2 separate regions of the Zea mays genome follow, and region 1 is linked to region 2. The links are chromatin contacts, called in public Hi-C maps. All regions are on one chromosome and are shown on one strand. Each heading gives the region's core, a stretch centred on a gene start, on an enhancer-like site or on the middle of the called end of the contact. The rest is flanking DNA. Distances are from core to core; before and after follow the strand shown. Region 1 holds the start of LOC100277680. Region 2 holds the start of LOC100281814.

Evidence for each region. Hi-C and Micro-C count contacts between places; a contact is called where the count stands out from the background.
Region 1: a contact with region 2 is called in a Hi-C map of leaf, with 4 times the contacts expected there. The contact joins the promoter of LOC100277680 here to the promoter of LOC100281814 in region 2. A contact is called at or near these places in 5 of 25 Hi-C or Micro-C datasets (ear, endosperm, leaf and 1 more).

The regions. Positions count from the first base shown.
Region 1 is chr2:190,689,390-190,696,194 of Zm-B73-REFERENCE-NAM-5.0, forward strand. It overlaps LOC100277680, which reads left to right and starts at 4,769. Exons shown (of 2, transcript NM_001349007.1): 1 at 4,769-4,899; 2 at 5,985-6,805. The coding sequence starts at 6,004. The coding sequence ends at 6,684. LOC111591034 (small nucleolar RNA Z247) reads right to left here and starts at 1,405; the gene lies at 1,264-1,405.
Region 2 is chr2:190,504,405-190,511,730 of Zm-B73-REFERENCE-NAM-5.0, forward strand. LOC100281814 reads left to right here and starts at 2,395. Exons shown (of 4, transcript NM_001349039.1): 1 at 2,395-2,611; 2 at 2,724-2,823. The coding sequence starts at 2,476. LOC100285181 reads right to left here and starts at 2,251. Exons shown (of 4, transcript NM_001158075.1): 1 at 2,004-2,251; 2 at 343-552; 3 at 178-254; 4 at 1-68. The coding sequence starts at 2,204. LOC103647474 (a long non-coding RNA gene) reads left to right here and starts at 2,831. Exons shown (of 2, transcript XR_562868.2): 1 at 2,831-4,019; 2 at 4,110-6,958. LOC100275591 reads left to right here. Exons shown (of 5, transcript NM_001365909.1): 5 at 1-15.

The DNA of each region.
Region 1 (6,805 bases), core at 3,519-6,018, 190 kb after region 2:
AAGGGCTAACCCAACTTCCACAAATATGTCGATGTTTACGTTTGGCCACGCCATTCTGTTGATGAGCGTGAGGGCAGACACCAAATGAGTTATTCCAATTTGGCGAAGGAACGAATTTATTCTTACGTACTCACCACCCCAGTCTGTCGGCATGGCAATGATCTTACGATTGAACAATCGTTCAACGAGTTTTTGGAACTCATGAAAGACTTGGAACATCTCAGAATTGTGACGCAACAATTAAATCCAAGTAAATTTGCTATAATCATCAATAAAACTAATATAATATTTTTTGTTTCCAAAGGAATCAGTGGCTGGACCCCACACATCAGAGAAGATGAGGTCGAGAGGAGCACTAGATTTGCTAATAGAAACATGATAGGGAAGCTGACATGCTTTAGCACGTAGGCAAGCATCACACACAGATGTCTTATTTTCTTGAGCCGAACATAAAAGATTATTTTGATGAATGACACGAAGAACGATCTCATGAGCAGGATGACCTAGGTGAGCATGCCAGCGGAGCATGGTGGGCTTTATGGCGGAGAGAAGATGCTTCTGGTTGGGGTCAGCATGCTCGGAAAGGGATAGAGTCCTTCTCTACATGGCCCGTGAACCAGCACCTTTCTCGTGTCCTGGTCCTTTATCAAGAAAAAATTGGGATGGAATTCAATAATTGTGTTGTTATCCAAGGTAAATTTATGAATAGAAATAAGATTCTTATGTGTAAGAGGAACATGAAGGACTTGACGAAGATGTAACCGACGAGTGGAGGAGGGTATGACAGATGAGCCAATGCAATTAAAATTCATACCTGCGCCGTTGGCTGCCCGGATTTGATCAGTTCCAGTGTAGCCTTCATGAGTGGTGAGTTTCTCGAGCTCACCTATGATATGATTAGTGGCACCAAAGTCCAGTAATCATTGTGGATCATTACCTTGAGAGTATGTTGCAGACGCCGCGAGGCGTGAATCAGGAACATAGTCCTCATCAAATCGGTACCAGCATATGTTTGCTATGTCTCCGGTTTTGAAGCAAACTTGGCACTGTGGACTGTCATCGGAGGAACGGGAGGCACCATTATGCGACGATTGTTGCTATGTGAGAATCCACTGCGCGAGTTACCAGATGACTGCCCAAGTGAGGGTGCACGACCACGACCACACCCCTTGTTGCCATTTCGGTTCCAAGGAGTACCCCGACCCCGAGAGGCCGAATTTACAGATGACTGATAGGTGCCTCCAGATTGCCAGTTCGTGCGAAGTTCATAGCTCAACATTTGTGAGAGTAATTCAGAAGGCGTAATAGGTTCAACGCGACCAAGAATGGAAGAAACCAAAGGATTATAACATTCTTCATCAAGGCCAGTGAGGAGATAGGATACAAAATCTTCATCATTGAGAGGCTGTCCAGCAGTGCTCATGTCATCTACATATCCTTTCATCTTGGTGTAGAATTTCGTCGTTGTGGCAGCGCCTTTCTTCGTGGTTGCCAACGCTATGCGCATGTTGACGGAGCGAGCACGTGTGTGGGACGCGTATGTCGCGACCAGCGTGCTCCAGACCTCGGCCGAAGATGAGAGCGTTGCGACGTTTGTAAGAACCTCACGCGTCAACGAAGACAGGAGGTACCCCAAAACAGCTTGGTCGCGCGCAATCCAACGAGCGTACTCGGGATTTGGTACGGTCGACAAGGTGTCGCCGGGCTTGTTGGTGATGGTGGTCGGTGGTTCTGGGTCTGCACCGGTGAGGACGCCCTCTAGTTGCGCCGCTCGGATCGACAGCATGATTTGGGCACGCCACAACATATAGTTCGTGCGAATAAGTTTTCCAGTGATGGGAATTGAGAAGGAGGAGGGGATGGTGGTGGCTAATTCGTGTGCCATGTCTGAATGTGCTAGAGGTTTGACTCTGGTACCATGAAAACCTCAATTAGGTGAAGCGTTCTACCACTCTTGGTGGCCGCGGGTTATGTGTTTATATAGCGCCATTAGCTGGGCAAATAATAGGTACAAGAGATGAGGATTACATGGAGATAAGATCGGATCTATAGTTATCTAGTTAGCGGAGTAATAGCATCCTGAACAATAGCGTAACAACCTGCTACAAGTCCGTGTAACAAATAGTGCAGTTACGACAGGATCAAATCCTCCTCCAATCACCGTTCCGTCCAGTTGAGTTTTTTAAATTGGTGCCTTTAGTTTTGGTGGTGTGCTCACCTATACCCTTAGTCGTGTTTTTAAAAAAAACTCATTAATAAAATGATAAAAATGTAAAATATAATTTTCCCCTCGTTATACCACCTAATTTCTCTCATTATGACCGGCTGCTCTTCCCTGCTGCTCGTGTGCTCAACGACGAACTTGCCGGAGCGGCTTGCGGCCCTGGCCCTTGCCCCTTCACTCTCGCCGCCGTCATCAGCTTGTACCGCCAAGCTTGTCATGGCGTGCGTCTGAGAGCAGCACATGTGCTAGCATAGCCGCCTCGAGCAGCTCTACGTTACATACGCCTATGGCCTGTAACCCCGGCGGCCTCGACATCATCTGCTCTGCCTCTCCCTAACTCCTGTCAGCAAGTAGATACGGGATGCGTGAGACAGACTAGCCCACATGTCGGGCGGGCAGCAGCTCGAGCTGCACCAGAAGCCATGGTCGCGGGCGACGGGGAGGCTTGCACGAGCACGAGCTCGCCTGTGACGGTGTCCAGGTGGAGGGCAGGGGCGGCGACGACACGCGGGACCTGTGCCTGGCCGGCAGTGGCGCGCGGGAAGCGCTCGCGGTCTCGGCGCGAGTCCCCGTCGACCTCGGGCTCTGCTACTTCCGCGGGCGCGAGGACCAGGCGAGGCGCTCCAGGCAGCCCTGCGTCGGACTCCGTCTCCGGCGTGTCCACTAGCGGCGGCGAGGATGGCGAAGGGCATTGTAGCGTCGTCTGCAGGTGTGCTAGCTCGCGGTTAAATATATGATACGGTTGACATTTTTTTAAAAAAAAATTGATCATTTGTTTTATTAAAAAAATAAGTTATTATTTATTTTTTATGATTTATTTTATTTTTATGCATGACTTGAAATTTTACATTTTTAAATAAATATTTTATAAAAGACGAACGGTTAAAGTTTTTTAAAAAAAAACCAATAATATCATATATTTATAAACAGAGTTAGCAGGCTCTAAGACTAGGGGCCATTGGCCAAGAGAAAAGCCTAAAAGGCTAAGGGTGTATTTGGTTTAACTTTTGCCCCCTAAAAGGCAAATCAAAGGGCTGAATCTAGAAAACAGTTTTTTCTAAAAGCTTATTTTCTCGCAGTACAAAACTGAATGGACCTGTTTCTAATGGCTTTCAGACGAAACTGTGAAAACATATATCGAAAAAATTTTAACGGTTTTTATTGGTTTCCATCAAACGGTTTTTAGCTTTTTAACAACTCACAGTCCACAACAGCTTTTTTCACAGCTCACAACCCACAACAGCTTTTTTCACAGCCATAGCCCAACCAAATAGACCCTAAGAGTCTAAGGAGATCTCGTTCGTTCTATCTGCTGCCAAAGGATGGAGAGCCTCGGGAGTTGGAGGTTGAATTTCCCTAACATGAGGGCACCAATTTTGCTAAAGCTAAGTTAGACGTGAGATCCTAAGGGCACGTGGCTGGTGCTAGTGAGACCTCCAACGAATTCTTATGATCTTTGGAGGGCGTTTTGGGTTTTTTGTGCTGGCAACAGTTTCTTAGGCTTTCTCCATTAAGGTGCGCTATATGCTCCTCTTCTCTATATTTAGCGTGTGTTTGTGTTTGTGTCCTTTTTATCTCCAGCAGCATGCGCCAAGGGATCCACTAAAATAGTGCACGTCCCCGCTCCCCGGCGTCCTCTAAGGCTATCCGCAACCGTTACAAAAGCTAAGTTAGACGTGAGATCGTAAGGGCACGTGGCTGGTGCTAGTGAGACCTCCAACGAATTCTTATGATCTTTCGAGGGCGTTTTGGGTTTTTTGTGCTGGCAACCGTTTCTTAGGCTTTCTCCATTAAGGTGCGCTATATGCTCCTCTTCTCTATATTTAGCGTGTGTTTGTGTTTGTGTCCTTTTTATCTCCAGCAGCATGCGCCAAGGGATCCACTAAAATAGTGCACGTCCCCGCTCCCCGGCGTTTGTGTCCCTTCGTTTCAGGCTTGCTCGGATAATGCAACAACATGTGATGGAATTGTTACTGTAGCCTAAAATAATGTAGAATGATTACAACATCATGCGGTAAGAATGTACTATGTATAGTATTTTTTTACATTTGTGAATGGTACTTTTTAATAAAAAATGTGTACTATTTTAGGTGAACAAAAAAAAATATACGCCGTATCTTAATACGGGACATACAAACTAATTTTTCTGTTCGCCCGATACGAAAGAAATGTAGAAAACAATGTCTTGTTCATATATAGAATGAAATTTAGAGAACGCGGCTAGAGTAGAAGAAAATATAGATGATATAATTTTTTAGAGTAGAAAAGATATAGATGATAAAATCTTTTATAATGTGTTGTAAAGGATACAGAATATTTTTTAAGGATAAAATTTAGAGAACGCTGCCTTAAATGCTAATGAAATTTGTTAAACTTTTAACCGTCTGACATCAGAAATGTGTCATGTGTGAAAAAGAACGTCCCAGGAGGCCCGCATGCGAGTGAGCTCTCCGCGGGCCGAACAACCCCAGACTGGGCCGGCCGGCCGGCCGTCGCATTTTCCTTCCTTTTGGGAAAATCCTTCCGCACGACCCCGCGTTCCGCCTTCGTTTCTCTGCCTCTCGCCTAGTGTCGCGGTCCGACGACCGGTGTCGCCGCCGTCGCCGCCGCCGCCGCTCTAACGCCAGGTGCTGAGGCCTTCGCCAGCCTCTTTGCCGGCGACGAAAACCCACCAGGTATTCCCACCCGTTCTCTTCCCTTCCTGCTGTGCGAAACCGAGCACCCAAACCCTAACCTAAGGCTATTTGGCTATTTGATGCCTCCTAACTTCGAACTTCTTGGTTCTTGCAAAACTTATCGGCTGTTCATCGATGTCCCTTGGCTGGGTCCAGCCCTGGTGCACACGATGCCTGGCTTCCTGTTCTGATAGTTAGTATAAAGAAGATTTTAGAAATATCAGACACAATATTCCACATGGGCACATATGCCTGTGTGATGGGATTTGGTTTGACAGTTTTACTATGTATCAGTATCACCGCTGATGGTTGATACATATGTTTTTGCATGTTTCATGTAAAATTCGTGTTTCTGCAATCACGCCGAAGTTCTTTTAAGTTTCTCTGTTATTTTGAGTTGTTAGTCTCTACTTCTTTACAAGTCGCAGGACATTTGAGTAGAGGTCCAATTTAGGCGCAGTCACATGGTGAGAATGTGTTGGAATTACTGTACCTTAAATTTGTTCTGTTTGAAATGCCATTTTTCCAGTAGCAACCATAAATATCCAAGTTGTCCATTGCTATGGGGTTTCTAGGAATATAAAAAATGGACCTTCCCAATCTCTGTGGTGAAAATAATTATGCGTCTCTGGTATATGCATGCCAAATACATCTGATTTCCTCTGAAGCAGTTCCCGAACCAAAACAAGAGGTTCGAAGTTGGCAGTAACAGTGCCCACTGAGTTTCTGATCAAAACCAGGCATTTCTGTAACTTGTAAGTGTTTGAACTGTTTGGTAATTTGATGGAAAAATATATATTGCCGTGAATGAGGTAGTATCAATGTTCAGCTTGTGTTTTCCATACTTATAGAATAATGATCAGGATAACAAAGTAAATTGAGTTTGTTTTACTAAATTTATTATTAAGCTATATTTTTTTATTCTTGACTATGTGATAGGTCAGAGTAATTAAAAATATATATAACTTACCCTGTGCTAGCAAACATACTGTTGTATTATGATCCAGGGTCCTTCAGTTTATAGTTGTAATATGGACAAAGTGAATTTCTTTTAATAGACTTCATGGCATCTAACTTGCTATTAGATCTTACAGTCCTTTCAGGATGACCAAGTATACGAGGAACAAAAAAAGTTCATCTTCTCACAGTAGTTCCAGATTCAAAAGAGTTTCCAGAAAGGAGATGTCATTTGCAGTGGAGAAATACGCATGGACAAATGCAACTTGTCCAGTATGCATGGAATTCCCACACAGCGCTGTTCTTCTACTCTGTTCGTCACATGGCAATGGCTGCCGTCCATATATTTGTGCGTCCAGCTACCAGCACTCAAATTGTCTTGATCAGCTTGTAATGTCATGCAGAAAAGAAGCCTCTGAGGACCCAGATGCAATAGAGCTTATGTGTCCCCTATGCCGTGGCGAGGTCAAGGGATATACCTTGGTTGAGCCTGCTCGGAAGCAGCTGAATCGCAAGAGGAGGAGCTGCATGGAAGACGGCTGTTCGTACATGGGCACATACAGAGAGCTCTGCAAGCATGTCCAAAAGAAGCACCCTACTGCAAACCCACGAGCTGTGGACCCCTTGCATGCTTACAGATGGAAGCGGCTTCTATTTCGAAGTTCATTGCATGATATGATTTGTTCAACTACTTCAGAGGCTATGCGAAGGTTTTGTTCTCACATGCTGCAGATTGAAGAGGTTGTGGCTGCTTTGCGAGAGGGTGGTGATCATCGTGGCGCTACCAATGACGATCAACTGATCCATGATCTCTTGACCTCTCGCTGAAATGTGAGAACCTGTGTTGATCCTGCAGGCAATCTTTGCATGAATCCCCAACTTGGCACCCCTGCCGATTCACATTTTCTGACCCGACAAAGCAAACTAGTCTTCATCTGTCCTCAATGAA
Region 2 (7,326 bases), core at 1,145-3,644:
GAGACAGCATGCTCAGCCACGTGACCCTAGAATTCGTCTGCTCACTGACGTCCCTCATGTTAGCTTCTCTGCACCGAGAACAACTTCGTTAAATAGATTGCTATTGTACCCTGGATATCAGCCAGGTACGTGGATAATCACAACATGAAGCTAGAAAAAACAAATGGATGCACAGACTTGGATTTTAGTAGCAGCAGGTTGTCATGGATTGATTGGACAGCAACTTCGAGCTTGAGCAACTCCAGTTCAACTCCCTGATTATAAAACTCCATGTCATATGGAAGGGGAGTAAAACAAGACAACAGCTGGCAGTATAACGCCTCATTTTTTAATATACTTCACCTCGATCTTTTCCTTTTTGGCAACAGAATCCCAGTCTCTACTAGCCAGCCCAATTTTCCAGTCAAGGTTTAGCTTCACCACTAACCCTCTGTCCTCACCATCAATTGAGAAGCAGGCAAGGTAGTTCCCTGCTTCTGCTGTGGTAAATGCAAATTGCCCCATCGAAACCTTCTCTTTCTTATGAACAATGTCTCCAAAAGGGGACGTAACCTGAAATAATGACCCCCCAAAGAAATGTAAGCATGTTAGACAACTCCCGGTCAATGTCCAGTTCCTCTCCCAGCAAAGTTACCAGTATGTTCTCTATGAAGTGAATTGCAATAGATTTATCCACTACCACTACCATGCGCAAATAAGTCAAAGGCTTTTGAGGGTAAAATGTTGCAATATGGAGGTGGATTCCATGTCTCCTGTGTTTCATAATCACAACTCTATCCAACAAAATGGCGCCCATTTGTAGTTCCCTCTAATCGAAGGTCGAGTTTATGGCCCACATGCAAGATAAGCAAGGTGTTGGACAGCATCTTCCAGTTTCATTATTGAAGAACTAACAATGTAACCGTGATCCATTTGATGTACATGTACCACAAACAATAGTGCAGAAAAAATGGAGAAGGCCTAGGACAGGACGAAAGGAATCAACAACTTGCCGTATTCAGGACCAATTTGACTGAACCTAAAACTAATGGGGAGCCGCAACAGCAATAAAATCACAATGATTTTTTTCTTTCCCAAACAATAACGAGAGTTATGTATCTTTTATAACGGGAAAAACTGTTTTTAATTTTTATCATGCATCTGAGCTAGCAGAATAGTTTTCAAATAGTGTTTTTAGTACACCCACAGACTGCGTGACCACAATGAAAAGAGGCATATGTGATATCTCCCAATGGCTAATCACATGTCCGATGTGCTCAAGTTGACAATTGTCATCGATTGTTAGCTAATAGTACCTAATACCATAACTCCATGACGTCAAAGAAATAACAGCTACTGCACATAATGCACTTCCTTCCATAATACTCCCTCCGACCTTTTTTATTTATCGCGGTTTAGTTTAAAAATAAACTAGCGAATGATAAATATTTGAGAACAGTTACTACACATAATGCACTCCCATTCCAATCCTAGTCTACACAAAAGCATAGAAAATAGAGGAGTACCAACCGATCCACAAAAATTACAATGTATATAACAGTACATTTTTTGTCTATCACCTCCCATGCTGTACTGCTTCGATCAATCCCGATCTGGTGGATGCAAATGGATACCCCAACTGGTGTTTTCTAGGTCGGCTAATTAATTAATTACGGTGTCAACTACTATTTTAGTTCAATTTATCCCCCTTAAACTAATTACGTCGTAACGCCGTTTTAGTCTGATATTGCATTTGTAGAGGATATATCCCGTGCAATCACTTATTTTGGTGCAAGCGTGCAATCAAATTATCCAGAGCATCCAATCTAGATCCAACGGTTTCATATGGAAGGGGTTAAAAGTAAAATAGGTACTATGTTTTAGGTGGAATGGGTTAAATATAAAATAACAGTCATCATTAGATCTAGATCGGATGCACCAGATCGCTTGATTGCACGCTTGCACCAGGATAAGTGATTGCACATGATATGTCCTCGCATTTGTAGGTCCAAACGATTGGTTACCTTGACGGAGATGGTAGGCTGGGCGTGGTGGTGATCATAGAGGACGGAGTAGTCGCCGATGACAACAACGTTGGATTGGATCTCCTCCGACACACACTTAGTCCCTGACGGCGCAATCTCCAGCCATACCGCCCCGGCCCCCGCCGCCATCCACCACACGGCCGCCGCCGCCACCGCGGCCCACGCGCCACCTCGCGCCATCGTCTCTTCCTGCCGCACCACCACAACGAACAGCCCCAAGCGCCACTACGTCCATCTCAACGCGATTCGATAGGCCCATAAACATGCGTGGCGCAACAGGCTCAAAGAAAATACCAAGTTGGGCTTTATTGGACGGAGATTGTTTGGCCCAGTGACTCTACCCACCTCCAGTTTCCACTTAGAAAAGAATAATTTCTCCCGAAAAAGGGTGAAGAGCAGAACGACGAGGAGATTGCTTGGTGGGAGGAGTTGGTGAGGAGAGGTCGCGACCATGGAGAACCTTGCTCTGCTTTGGGGCATCATCGGCCCGGGCGTGTCCGGCGCCATCTTCGGGGCCGGATGGTGGTTCTGGGTGGACGCGGTCGTTTGCAGCGCGGTCCAGGTCTCCTTCCTCCACTACCTTCCAGGTGAGACCGGGAGCCCTAAGATTCGAGGAGTAGCCTCCATTTTTCGCTTGAGAGCTTTGGGGTTCGATTGATGGGTGCGATTCCGTTGGGCATGGGCATGGGCATTTTGCAGGGATCTTCGCTTCGCTGGCGGCGCTCATGTTCAATTGCGTGAACAAGGATGAGATCGGATACGACTATTACTCACCCTACGGGGACGATTCAGAGTGGAGGTGAGGATACTGCTTGATTTGTTAAAGACTGATGGGATTGGTGGATGAATTTAGGGTTTTTGAAATCCAAATGATTGAGTCGATCCCGGTTTTTGATATTATCTGTACGATTGAAGATAAGCATAATTTTAGGAAATCACGCGAATTTGCATGCGACGTAAAAAACTTATGTTACAATGATGCCAGACTTTCGATTCGGGTTAATCTCCATTTCCCTAAGCAGGCTCTGGACTTATAATTGTTGTGAATAGTAAACTAAGGGGGTGTTTTAGACTGCCCCAGGTTCCAGCTCCAGCTGGAGCTATAGTTTATAATATAAATTTGCATAGCTTAAAAAGTATTTTTAATTTAAATAATAAACAAAACGATTTATCTAAATGACTAAATGTTATCTAAAGGTTCACAACTCCAGTTCCGCAGTTTTCTGGAGCATCTAATGACCTGCTCTACCAACTCTATCAAATTTTCTAGAGCTGCAGCAGTCCCAAACACCCGCAGTTATAAATTGTCCATGATCATGGATCATGATGCTTTTATCCTCCTTTATGTTTATTAAGGTAACTAGAACATTAGGCGCCCATTCGGGCGCCCTACAGTTGTTTAAGACAGAAGCTAATGTCGACGAACCAACATAGTTTTGTGCAACTATATTAATTAGATGGTAATAGTAAGATTTAAATAAACACATCAGGGCACCAGATTTAGGCGAAAAGTCATTAGAAATTAATGTTAATATAAGTTGTGTAAGGATGACAAGTAACAAAGAGCATCTTTGGAATAAAACTAAAGGCTCAATATCTTTACCATCATTCCATTATCTAAAAAAAATCTTTACCATCATTTCTAAGACTGTAGCAGCACCACTCACTGCCCTCCCCAACAGAGCAGAAAGAAATCCAATTCATTGGCCTATTGAAAATTCTAAATTCTATCACTGTGTGAAAGAAACCTATCTTCATAGGTAGTTACAGAGAGCAGACTGAAAACTCTTGCGTTCAAAGAGTGATAAAAAGCAAGTAACAATGCTAGTTAGGATCCAAACTGTTAAAACATGTTATGATGTAACTGATAAAATTTAATTCAAGTAATCATTCATCAATCAGGCTTTTCTGAATCACTAATAGTGTATTTTATAGAGTCAGATTTTACAGAGTCACTTGTACTTGTTTCCTTGTTAGGAGGCGAACATCTTACAGGTTCGAACCAATCACATGTTAGTTTATTCTTCAATGCATTCACAAGGTAGTTAATGTAGTTTTTAAATAATATTCCTTTTTTACGAGTAGGTAAAATCTGATGTGCCACAAATGAGGACAAGGTAGGACTTCTTCACTTTTGAACCATCAGAAGAAAGGCATGCTCACAAGCATAGACATCGAATCTATAGGATTGTTCAAACTCCATTGTTACATGGTAACTGAATATGAGGCCAGTCAACCAATCCACCAGCAAAACCAGCACGCATGGCAAAGGTCACAATCATTTCACTCTGCTTCACATTATCAGCATGAAACTGTAGAACAGCTCTTCAAGTTCCCATGTTTATCAGTCTGAACAAAAAAACTACATCAGCCAAATACTGTGTTTTTAAGACAACAAGAGAGTTAATTGTCTAGCAATTTTCTCTTAATTTTACAGCACAATAGGACTCACTGCATTTCCTAAAATGTTATAATTAGTCAGCTTCAGCAGAGAGTAAAAAGGGCAAATTAAAAGAGCACACCTAAAAAGGACACCAGACGTTTACATTGCAACACATGTGACGGGTTTGAACCAACTTTTGGTATTCACAAATAGACAAGCTCTGCAGACTTGACAATCAAAGATAGAAATTCAGAAGGCATATGATGAAGGGAAGGATGCAAAAGTAAAGGTATTGGATAGGTCAATTGAAGAACTCGATAACGTGTATGTGTTTTAGAATGCAAAGTAAGTTGTGTTCCTTCGTTTATTTAGAAGTTAGTTAATTTAATAAACCTTGCTGCAAGACAAATATATGTTACAGTAATTGTTCCAAGATAACTGAAGAGGCATTGGAGATCCAAGTATTACCTTTAATTTAATAAACCTGATTTAGTAGCAAGGCTTGCCATCATCAATCAAAGGTGCTATAACATTTTCACAAATACATCTGACATGGTGTCGAAACTTAGAGGAAATTTCAAAGAAACATTAAGGCAGTCGGGTGGCCTTGATAATATTTTTAATATCATGGTGAATTGCCATTCAGAAGTGGAGGTAATACCTTGTTTATGTGTCCAATAGTATACAACAATTATAAGCTCGTTGCAATAAAATATCAGTAAAGCATTGCCGTCTGCTAGTGTATTTGAACTGTAACATTTCTAGGAAAGATGCTAATGGACCGAGAGTCCGAGACAAAAGAATACATATTCGCAGATGGTTCTAGCTCATGGGTTTGACCCTCAATCACAACTGAAACAGCTAAATGTGAAACTTCCAGAGTACCCACCATAACAAACCACGAGGAGTTGCGACTGGCAGCAAGCAGCAACCATAAATTTAGAACTATTATAGCAGGGCACCTAGTTCATGCGGCGTGATTACCTGATTGCTTTCTCATGTGGTGTGATTACCTGGTTGCTTTCTTGTTTACTGGGAGCAATGGAGGGTGGAGCTTCCACTTCACCGAATCAAGGTGACTTCACGGCTTCCTCTTCCGACTGCGCATCGCCAGCTCCCGCAACGACCCGACCTTCACCATGAGGAGCATTGCCACCGCGGGTGAATCATATCGGCCGCCGTTAGCCCTCCCTCTCCCGATCTGCTACGATTCTTTGACCAGGCCTTGGTCTAGAAACGAAAAGGCGGCGGGGTAAACAGCCGCAGAGTCGAGCAGTGGCCGCAGAGGCAAGCAGAGAGGCCAGTGGGACGACGTGGACCTGATGGAGAGTGGCCTTGGGGAATGTCTGTGAAGTGGAAGGGGGAGGAGAAGGATGGAAGGGCCAATGGTCCAACCGTGCCGCCTGTCGCGCGCGCCCGAGCTCGCCTGCGCGTCCCGCGGCTCGCTGTCTTAGCCCGCCGCCACGCAAAACCCTATGGTCGACGCCACCCTGAACGAGTCAGCCGACGCCACAGAAGCCTCAGACGCCAGCGCACTGCCCTCGCTGGCGCTCGCCATGGACACGACCGGCTAGCTCCACCTGAGACACTACGTGTGGCCACCCTTATGCCCCCGTCGCCTTCTCGGGCGCCTTGAGGGCCACCAGCGACTTGACCCACCTGCTCGATCACGACGGTGGAGATGGAGGGGATCTGGCGAACGTGTGTGTGCGTGGGCGGGGGGTGGGAAAGGGGGCGAAGACTTGCTTCCGAGCGATGATGAGGCTGGCTCCGTCGAGCGGCGGCGGCGCAGGGACGAGGAGCAATGGATCCATGAAGGGAGTCGCCCTATCGCTCGCGAGTACAGTGGATCGGATATGGGGGAGCGGACGTGGACGCGAATGGCTCCATCGAATTGAAGAAATATCTCGGGTCCGTATGGGCAGTTGGGCACGTGCTGGCATGCCGAACTCTCCAGACGCGTGAAACCCGGGGAGGGGCTAGAATTCCCGTGGCTCCAGATACAACATCTCTGTCTGTCAAATATAACTTCTGTATTCAGGTAATGGTGACTTTATGTGTTACTCCTTGTTAGCAGGGTTGTCCTGCCCAGGACACTGTTTTCATGTTTTCTCGCCCCATATTTTGTGCTGTTGAGTCTGCGCAATGGAGTTACATAGATTTGTTTTTCAAATACTGTCTTATCATTTATCTTGATGCTGCAGAACCAATATACAATAGGTCGAATAGACTTGTTTGACTTGAGTTATAATTTGAAAAATCTGAAAACATTAGTCCTGTAAACCAGGCTGAGATACTGGAGGGCATTGTTTGTACTCATGAAAACCTGACACATTTGTGTTTGATTTTGATTATGCACATTATTTTCTACATAACTGTGTCTTGTATCCTTGTCATTGTCATGACATTGGCACCTCCCCCCCTCCACACACACACAGTTGTTCACCTGCTGTTTGATAATATTTTGCCTACTAATTATTTTGAACTTAAATTTTCTGGATTTTAGAGTAATCTATTACCGTATTAGTATTATATTTAGATTTTTTTGAACTGTTGCTTCGTTATGGAACTATTTACATGAAGGTCTTTTTTTTCTTTTTTTTGAACAACTACACTGATCAAGGCTCTAGATTTTAAGGATGTCTGCAGCAACATAAAGCTTGCAAATAAATCATTTGCACCTCTTTTCAAAATGTCGAAATCAAGGAAAATTGTTAGTTAAAAAACATATCTTGGTAAACAAAAGAGTGCATGGACTGCCTTTCATATATTCAACGCAACAAGATAATATTGTAAGCATCATACAGGCCATGCTTCTCAATGTCAACCTGCTTCAAGAATTTGAAAGAAGGCCTTTGGAAATTTTTAGTTGAATCTTCAACATGAGTAGTATAGACTATTAGACTTGTCTTCCAGTCA